2 separate regions of the Muntiacus reevesi genome follow, and region 2 is linked to region 1. The links are chromatin contacts, called in public Hi-C maps. All regions are on one chromosome and are shown on one strand. Each heading gives the region's core, a stretch centred on a gene start, on an enhancer-like site or on the middle of the called end of the contact. The rest is flanking DNA. Distances are from core to core; before and after follow the strand shown.

Evidence for each region. Hi-C and Micro-C count contacts between places; a contact is called where the count stands out from the background.
Region 2: a contact with region 1 is called in a Hi-C map of blood, with 4 times the contacts expected there. The contact joins the promoter of PROSER1 here to the promoter of COG6 in region 1. A contact is called at or near these places in 2 of 3 Hi-C or Micro-C datasets (blood and muscle).

The regions. Positions count from the first base shown.
Region 1 is chr11:21,211,363-21,216,299 of mMunRee1.1, forward strand. COG6 (component of oligomeric golgi complex 6) reads right to left here and starts at 1,252. Exons shown (of 19, transcript XM_065901886.1): 1 at 1,026-1,252. The coding sequence starts at 1,178.
Region 2 is chr11:21,658,059-21,663,212 of mMunRee1.1, forward strand. It overlaps PROSER1 (proline and serine rich 1), which reads left to right and starts at 2,849. Exons shown (of 13, transcript XM_065902110.1): 1 at 2,849-3,712. The coding sequence starts at 3,668. It overlaps NHLRC3 (NHL repeat containing 3), which reads right to left and starts at 2,521. Exons shown (of 7, transcript XM_065902086.1): 1 at 2,233-2,521; 2 at 1,673-1,831; 3 at 1,233-1,380. The coding sequence starts at 2,316.

The DNA of each region.
Region 1 (4,937 bases), core at 2-2,501:
AAGGCTATTTATATTCAGTTTAATATTTAAGAGACAGAAAAAATATCTTTAGCTATATATATTTATGGCAAAAAATAGATAAAATAAAGCTGTTTCTTTTTTGGAACACAGCCCTGATACGTCCTGGAGTCGTGGCTAAATGAGTGGTCAGTAAATGCTAAATGAACAAAATCACACAGACTAGGGGGCAAATGAACCCAGACACTCTCTCCATAACTTATTTTTCTCATGAGTAAAAAAGAAATAATGCTAATTTACCAGAGCAGCTGTATTAAAAGAGAAGATTCATGTCAATAATAGACACTTTAAACCCTTAATGAACTGTGTAAAATTAACATTTATTGAGAATTAACAAGAAACAACAACTGCAGCCCTGTGCTGAGCATTTCACCTGGTTTCTCTCATTGAACCCTCGCAACAACCCTGACAAAGTAACTTGCGGTGTTTCCAATTTAGAGATTTAACATCAGCTTAGAAAAGTTAATGGACTTACTCAAACCAGAATGCACCAGTTTGCTGGTTATATCTAGTAAGTGGTGGTCCTAGAGACCACCTTTCTTAGTCCTCACAGTATAATGTGGACCGTCTTTCTTACTCATCATAGTATAATGTTATCTTTTATACACAAAGTCTTATCGATAGCTTACTGTCAGATGCCTACACATTTACCTATAAAACTCTCACTTCTACATTTTTTTTTTCCCTTTATGCCGTTATGGCTTGACCAACACCTGTCGGGGTCAGGGAGAACCCCTCTTCCACCGTTTGCCTTCCTGACCCAGAATCTTCGAGAAACCCTTTTAAATAAAGGTAACACCCTGGAAACCTCTTCGTTTCTCCAGGGTCTCCTCGGCTTCCCCCTTCTCATCTGCCCCACGTCGGCAACGCAACCTGGGGGTCCGGCGGGCCTGGGGTGCCCTCCTCGAGGCGGGGACAAGACCCGAGCGAGGGCGCCGGACAGACGACCACCCCCGAACCCCGGCTCCCAGGGATGCGCGACCCTCGGCCCCTCCAGCCCCGCTCACCTTGTCGTTGTCCAGCCGGGTGTCCAGGATCTTACGCAGCTTCCGCGACAGCGGGTTGCTGGTCTGCGCCGAGGTCCCGCCGGCCCCATTATTGAGGCCGTTGGCAGCCCCGGTCGCGGGCACTACGACTACTTCCCCGCTGCCCTCGGCCATAGTGCCTCGCGTCCAGCCCCCGGAGAGGCGCCGGCCACCTCAGCCCAGGGGAGGGACGCGCCAGTAGCCGCGTAGCGCGCATGCGCGCACAGGCCGCGCCTGCGCCCTCGGACGGCTGTGCCCCGCCCACTGCTGTTCAGCCTGCCTCCTAGGAAGCTGGTGGGAGGGGTAGAGAAATCGAAGGAGGCGGAGCACGGCTTCAGGCCGGAAGGAGGAGACTCACGCGAGACTGCGTTTGCAAAGTGGACTGAAATTCAAATCAGGTGTAGAGCTGGGATATTACGGTTTATGGGATTAAAGAGATTTCGTAATCCTTCAGTCTGTGAAAGTCTGAGCTAGACTTACATACACTGAGACCTGTGCCTGGGCAAATATGTTCAGTTAAAGCTAATTCTAGTTAAGTTCACTTAATACTGTGCAGCCGTCTTCCGCTGTGAAGGAGATTTAACTGTGGATGCGCGAAGAATTCCTAAATACAGTATGTGAAAAAAGCAAGGTGCGTTGCAGTGTGTGTAGTGTGATCACCGTGTGTGTGTGTGTGTGTGTGTGAAATACCGGTACGTGCAAATTTGGGCTTTTTTTTTCTTTTTAGGATGGCATTCCTTTGGCAGACAGACTTACACTTTTCATTTGTACCTTTCCAAATAGACTGAAGTTTTCTAATCTCCCTTATGTGTTACTGAATATATTAGCTGAGTGCATTAAGGTAGGGGGCCCACTTTTCTGTGTTTATTTGTACTTCTCTGAATTTGCAATTGTAATAAAAAGGAACAAGATAATTTGGAAATTAGAAATATAGTAGGATGAAGACAGGAAAATTACTGTAAAATTTAAGGATGTTTAAAGCAATTTATATGCTTTTTAATATTCACCTATTATTCTTTTGTAAGGCTAACTGTAAATTTTAAGCTAAGTGTTGGAAATCAATACTTTTAAACAGTTCAATATTTTCCAGCAGTTAAAAACGAATATTCAGGTAAGCCTCATCAGAGACGTAGGTTTTATATATGTATTTATTTAAATATGTTTATGTATAATATTTATATATAACAATTTTATTGAAGATAAGGTTTTCTTTTAGTGAAAATGTAAAGGTATTTATGTATATTAAACTCCTTACGATAATAGACACTGAAAGAATTAGAGGCAAGCTCTGACCTAAATATTTTAATTTAGTGAGAGAACAAAGACTTATATGTAAAAGAATAAAGCATTTTTATATAACCGCAGAAGAACCATGCTTAAGTGTAAAATGCAGACATTCTTGCCTTCCAAGTAGCAATTGAAAGGAGAGCCTCATCAATTTCCCTGTCTCCCCCTTTGGTTTTTTATTAAAGCTTTCCTGCTCTTTAGTGTCTGAAATAGGTGGAAGTCACACCATATTGCTCACTGTGACTTTATCAAAATATAATATGGCATTTATTAAAGCCATATGTGGTGAATCATAGAATAAAATAGAATATTCAATCCTCTATATTCTTCCCTCTATTAAAAGCACAAGTGCATTTTCAGCCGTGTCCGACTCTCTGCAATCCTAAGGACTGTAGCCCTCCAGGTTCCTCTGTCCATGGGATTTCCCAACCAAGAATACTAGAGTGGGTTGCCATTTTCTTCTCCAGGGGATCTTCCAGACCTAGGGTTCAAACCCGTGTCCCCTGCGGCTCCTGCATAGGTGGGTCCTTTACCTCTGAGCCACCTGGAAAGTCGAAAAAAAACCACAGCTTCTATTATTTAGCATCCAAATAATTGAGAATCAGGCTCAGTGCTAGATCCTTTTAATGCACTGTTCTCTGTGCCTATTCTGCAACATCAAAATCATTACCATGTTATCATGTCTTTAGTATTTTATGATGAGTAAATGAATAAGTAATCCAAGGCTATGGAATCCTTCCCAAGGATATGAGGCTAACCTCACACCACATACTTACTTACTAAGTTAGCAATAGTTTTCATATTCCATTACTGCTTCCTCAGTTTTTGTTTTGAGTTATGTACACCTCTCACTTGGAATGTAGGCAAAAACTTTAGCAGCTAAACTTTTAAGTGTGTTCTGTGTTTGCATTGCCTGTTCTTACTACTTTTGCACTGACACCAGGATTATTTTTCTAAATCAGATTGGTCCTATCACTTTGTGGCTTTAAAAACCATAGTGGCAGTTATTGAATAAAGTAACTTTTTAGTATGGTGTACATACACCTTCATAATGAGATCTCAGAGTATCACTCTTATTTTATTTCTAGGCACTTGCTTGTGGTTACCATACTCAAACCACCTGTATTTTCTGGGCCACAAACACATCACAAATTTCTAAGTCTCCATACCTTGCCTCATACAACTCATTCTCCCAGAAATGTCTGCTCCTGTGAAACTGGTGAAATCCTATTTGTCCTTCTGACTCCACTCAAATATCACTTCTTCTCTGTACCTTCACGTAGCTCCCCATCTGTCCTTGGGCAGAGTTAATTGATGTGTCATGCAAATTCCATAGCAGATAATATACAGCAACTCTATAACGTCTGTCATTCAATTATTTTTAAATTTAAGTGTTTGTTGTTCCTCCGCTAGACTCTTATGTACTTGGATGATGGGAATCTTTGCCTTCCTAGTCTTCAGCATAGTATCTTACACAGTATATGTGCTTATTAAAGGCTTATTGAGTGAGAAGTATTGAAATGAAGTTTTGTGGTTTTATAAGTTATAGAGTTATTTTTATTTGTTTTATTCAAATCCCAGGTGGTGCTGGTGGTAAAGAACCCACCTGCCAAAGCAGGAGACATAGAACCAAGCATTCAGTCCCTGGGTTGGGAAAATCCCCTGGAGGAGGACATGGCTGCCTCAATGTTCTTGCCTGGAGAATCCCATGGACAGAGGAGCCTGGAGGACTACAGTGCCTAGGGTCGCAAAGAGTCAGACACGACTGAAGAACATAGCATGCATGAACATCGTTGATTTACAATGCTCTGTTAGTTTTCGCTCTACAGCAGAGAATGTGTGTGTGTGTGTGTGTGTGGGCATAATACAAATTTTTCTCACATTCTTTTCCATTATAGGTTATTACAAGATATTGAATATATATATCCTTGTGTTATACAATGGTGGTTTAGTCATTAAGTCGTATCCCACTCTTGCAACCCCATGAACTGTAGCCCGCCAGGCTCTTCCGATCATGAGATTTACCAAGCAAGAATACTGAAGTGGTTGCCATTTCCTTTTCCAGGGGTGCTATACAGTAGGACCTTGTTGTTTATCTATTTTGCATGTAGCAGTATGTACCTGTTAATCCCAAGATACTAATTTATCCTTCCCCCTTTCCCCTTTGATAATATGGAATTTAGCATGTTTTCTATGTCTGCAAGTCAGTTTCTGTTTTATAAATAAGTTAATTTGTATCTATTTTTAGTTTCCACATATAAGTGATACTATATGATATTTGTCTTTCCCTGGCTGACTTTCTTCGCTTAGTGTGATATTCTCTAAGTCCATCCATGTTGCTGCAAATGGCATTATTTCCATCTTTTTATGGCTGAGTAATATTCCATTATATAAATAGACCACATCTTTCCCCATTCATCTGTTGATGGACATTTAGGTTGCTTCTATGTTTTGTCTATTGCAAATAGTGCTGCTCTGAATATTGGGATGCATGCATCTTTTCAAATTAGAGTTTTCATCTTTTCTAGATATATGCCCAGGAGTGGGATTGTTGGATCATACAAAGATAAACTCACAGTGACTTAAAATATAAGACATGAAACTGTA
Region 2 (5,154 bases), core at 1,599-4,098, 450 kb after region 1:
TATAAAAAAGGATCACATGAATGGAAGGAAGTAAAAAGTAAAGGCCTCCTTTTAACTGTGAATCCCGAGAAGGAAAAAAAAAAAAAGCAAAAATAGTCAAACTTCAGTAAGGTCTAACAATGAGCTCAGAAGTAACCTAGATTTTCTGATTTAACCAAAATCTTACCATCCAAAATATAGCTTGAAATAAAGGACTCACGGACTGAGGCTCAGAAATCTGGGTACTGAGAACAGATATGGTTAGTGCACCTTTCACAAAACCTGAGACCTCTTTAATTCCAAAATGGTATCTGAATTAGCCCCAAGTGGGGAAACAGAATGACCTTCAAGCCATGAACTTATCTGGTACAAGACTAGAAATATTTTCTTTACGATCTCTTTCTTTCTTGAGATCCTGAAATAATAATACCAGGTTATCTCTTGAATCATCTTATCTTAAATCACAAGCACAGGCAAACAGCTCTCTCTGAACACTTATCTCACAGTTTTAACTTCAACTGTGCTTACTCTGGCAGCATGCGTCTGTCCTAGGTCACTTCTTCCTAGGTCACTTCGTGTCTGACTCTCTGCAACTCTTATCGACTGTAGCTCGCCAGGCTCCCTGGTCCCTGAGATTCTCCAGACAAGAATACTGGAGTGGGTTGCCATGTCCTCCCCCAGGGGATCTTCCCACCTTAGGGATCAAACCCAAGTCTCTTACGTCTCCTGCAATGACAGCTGGGTTCTTTACCACTAGCACCACCTGCACACTCTAATAAAATTATTTAATGGAAAGGTTTCAGACATGCTAAAGTCAGTAGGACTTCAGAAGCATTCACACCACCAGCAGTTTCCGCAAATTTTGCACTCTGGGCAAGAATGCAGTTCTGGTTTCTCAGCAAAATCTCTCAGACAAGTGGTAAAGGGAAACAACAGGCAAAGACCCCATTTATAAGCTTTTAGAGACTACCAATTTATTTGCCTTCACAGAAGTAGTCTAAGAAGAGCAACTGATATTTTAACAGGCAAAAGTCCTGTGACAAGTTAAAGGAAAGATCACAATAATGATAGCCTCCTTGTTAAATGTCTCAATTACACATAACTACAATATAAAAATTTAGAAAGGCAATTTCACAAATCACTGAAGAAATTACAAATAGATTCAGCCACTCTGATTTCAAAATGGACAAGCAAGAACATGGGCAAAGAGGAGGTTTCTAGCAAGATAATTTAAGAGAGATTACTACACATACCACTTCCTACATCCGTGATCCAGACGGATTTTTCCTGTGGTGTACTGGCTGCAAATATACCATGAGGTGTGTCAACTGTATAATTCCAGGCTCGTAGGAAATATCCATCCTCTGTGAACACTAATACCTTTGGGATGTTATCCCCTCTCTGAAGGTATACAAAAATAACTGCTTAGATATGATCAATTTTAAGGAAGCAATCATTATTTTCACAAGGAGAAACAGAAGTCAAAGGTTAACCAAGATATGATGTAATGTTTACAAAACCAAACAATATTAACCCCTATCAAGCTCAAAACCAAAACACTAACTTTAACTAAAAAAAACAAATTCCACAATTGGCGTAACATAAACGTACACAGATACTTGGTACAGTAACATAGGAAAGCTGTTTTCTTTGCGTTCATAACTTTAAAAACAAAAATCCCAGTTTTACTTACCTGGGCTACATAAACCAATCCGTTGAGGGAGTCAACTCCAACACAAAATGTTGCTCCAGTGAAGTATTCTGAATACTTCGGCCAATCCACATCCAGCCGGTAAAGAATCTCCTCAGCTCTCCAGGAAACTTTAAAAGCCAAGTGCAGATGTGGTGGGAGCTGGGGAGGAAGAGAAAATAAGGAAACTGACAGTGTACTTGCCTGGAGGCTCAGACTGTAAAGAATCTTGTCTGCAATGCCTGAGACCAAGGTTCTCTCCCTGTGTGGGGAAGATCCCCTAAAGGAGGACATGGCAACCCACTCCAGTATTCTTGCCTGGAGAATCCCAAGGACGGAGGAGCCCAGCTGGCTACAGTCCATGAGGTCGCAAAGAGTGAGACCCAACCGAACACACACACCACTTTACAAACTTTTCAACGCCAAGAGGCAACTCGTCGGCGGTTCGGCCTCAGGTGCAGTTTTGAGACCAGCCAGTGAGAGAACCAGCTCCATCTCCATCCCAAGACCACCTCCCAAGAGTGCTGCTACCCGAGAAGCCATTTCCTAACCATCCAGCTCACCCGAGAGGCACAGAACCGCGAATGCAAAACCAGAAGCGCTAGGAAGAAGCCAGCGCCGGCTATGCAGACCCAGAATCTCGTCATGACCGGACGGGAAGACTGGCGAGGCAGGACTGGCGGGCGGCTGGGGGCCGGAGGACAGTCTCAGGTCCTCGCAGTTCGTCGCGGCAGTGAGCTCTTAGCTCCAAAGCGCCTACCCCGGGTGCCCGAGGTTTCAGAACCAGAAACCACGGGACATCACAGCGAAACACAGTCCCCACTGGGATTCCGCATTCCCAGCGCGTTCCCTCCCCACCTCCACGTCACAAGCCCCGGGCTTACCACGTGACCGCCCTTCCGCCCATCCAAGCGGTGGACCTCTCCAGTCCAGCAAAATCGGGGTGCCCGTGGATATGCCTTAACCACTCGACGTACATTCTTTTAAATTTGGACTTACCAATCAAAAACGAGCACAATCAAACTCTAGAATTAAGGGCATGACCCTTCAAAAATAACTTCCAGGCTTTGGGTAAGGACTTCTACCGTATCCAATTCCGAGACCTACAGGCATCTGACAGGGACACCTACATTCCCACACCAGGACCCCTTCTTGGGCTCTCTGGAGAGAGGGGCCTAATCTGGCGGCGCAGAGTTGAGTTGACTCGGGCGCGACGGGCTCCATCGAAGGTCCCCCACGAGCCGGGGGAAGCCGTGGGGGTAACCAGGAAGCGCTCCCGGCGCTGTTGGCGCTGCGGTGTTCGGGAGCCCCCCTACCCGAGACCGTGACCCCCTTCGCCCGGCTCCCGTTGCTCGCCGGCCGCCGGCCCGCTCCCGGAAGCGGTGGCAGATGGTAACAAAGAGCCGGCCAGGCCGCCGCTGCCCGGGCTGCGGGACCCAGGAGTCCGGCGGTAGCTGCGGGGAGTGAGCGAGAGCCGGGCCATGAGGCCAGCTTCGCGGCGGTGAGGGGCAGCCGAGACGCTGGTGCGGGCCGAGAAGCCGGTGCCTCCCTCCTCGCCGGCCACAGGATTCGGGGCGCGGGTGCCTCTGCTTTTCGGGCCGCTGCACCCGGGAAGGCGGCTTCCCCGATCTTCCTCTGGCGGCTTCTGGCCTTGCTCTGCGGGGACAGACGCTCTGCCTCCGGCCACCGAACGCCGGGTTTTCTCTGCGGGACTCAGAGGACCCGGCTCTTCCCCAAGCGGTCCTGAAGCTTTGTGTAAAAAAGCCGGGGAAGCCTGACGGGTTTTGTTTTGTTTTTTAATAAAAAGTTTTTATAAGTCCCCATTTTTAGAAATTTTTGCAGACTTTGAAGTCCTCTACCTCTTGGCGCATCCTTCCTCCTGCTCCTTGAGTCTTTCTCCTTGGCTGGGAACATTTTTTACTCTCGGAGCGGACCGGGGATGAACGTTTTGTAATTGAAACTGTAACTGGTTAAAACCTCTTCGAGATAGTAGTCAAGATGGACAAAAAGTCCTTTGAAATGGTGCTGGATGAAATTAGAAAGGTAATTGCACTTAATTCCTTCAATCTTTGAGTTACGAATTCTCATGATCTCATGTTCTGTTTGGGGGACCCCGAGCAGATTGTGTAAAATACGAATTTGAGGATTGCAAAACTGGTTGGAATTTTAACGTCTAATGTAGGAGTTTATATCTTGATACATTTCACGATACAAAACGGAGATTTTTTGCTAACTCAACTGCTTGAGAATCAGACCGGTATTGCGGAGCTTATGTTCAGAGCCCTCGGTTCCCAAGCCCGCCCTACAAATCTTGAATCACTGTAATTTTGGATAAGTGATTTCGTATTTCTAAGCGATTTCCTCATCTTTCAGTAAGATTAAGAATGACTGAAAACTAGAAATATGTAAAAAGTTCCTTTAACGGTGGTTATGATGACAGGATTTTTAAGTTTGTAAGACTGTATTTGTTGCCTCGCGGGACAAAGTTAGTATCCTAATAAAAAGTGTGACATTAAGCTTAAAGGCAGATTCTTAGGAATGGCTTCAGTAACTTGCATTTCAAAGCTTTTTTTCTTCTGCTTGCCAGGTTTTTGCTTCGTTTTGAAACTATTGTAGGTAGCCTACATCCCAGTAGACAGCAAAAAATAAAAAAAAATTGGAATGTAACCTTGAGGCTTAACAGTATTTTAAGTGCAAAAAGTTAAGCCTTTACAAAATTAAACCTGAAAAGACTAACTATTCGTATGTTAATACAGGGTCCTTTGCTTAGAATTTCAGGGCTGTTTCCTTGCCATTTTCATATTTTCAAGACCCTTGATTGAAGTGGAAAGACTTGTTACCTTGTGCACTGGTGATTATTATTTATTTCAGCTTATGAAATTATTAATAAAATTGCCTGTTTTTCTTCATTCTGTATAAAGCAAAATTCTGTTTTCCTTCATCCTTTGTAAATTTTTTTTTCAAATTTGCTTGTTAGTTTACATTTGTAATGCTATTGAGTATTCTTTTTTTGAATCAAAATAAAATTTCTGCTTTTGCAAATCCAATTTGCCCAATGAAAATCTGCAATAAAATGTCAGCCTGTTCAGTACATACTTAGAATTTGCCACAGTTTGTTAATGAGCTGATGTTAAACTACTGTTTAACAACAATTTGCTCAGGGAGAGGAGTTGATTTCTTTTGGAAGCTCTAGGGTGTCGATTTGTATATTCTCTCCCTGCTAAATTGTGGAAAGATGACATGGTAAATACTAATGAAAGGGATAGAAACTTTTCTAGAGATTAAAGTCAAATTCATAACATAAGTCCCTTATTTCTGGTCTGAAATCAAGATGAAATCTTTTTCTGCCTGTGCCAAATAATTAGATACATCAACATAGTACTAGGTTATTAAAATAGGATGACAGTATGGTGTATCTAAGTATGAGAGTTACTGTTGGCTTTTCAAAATTGCTCTCAGACTTTGTAAATGTAAGTCAGTTTAAA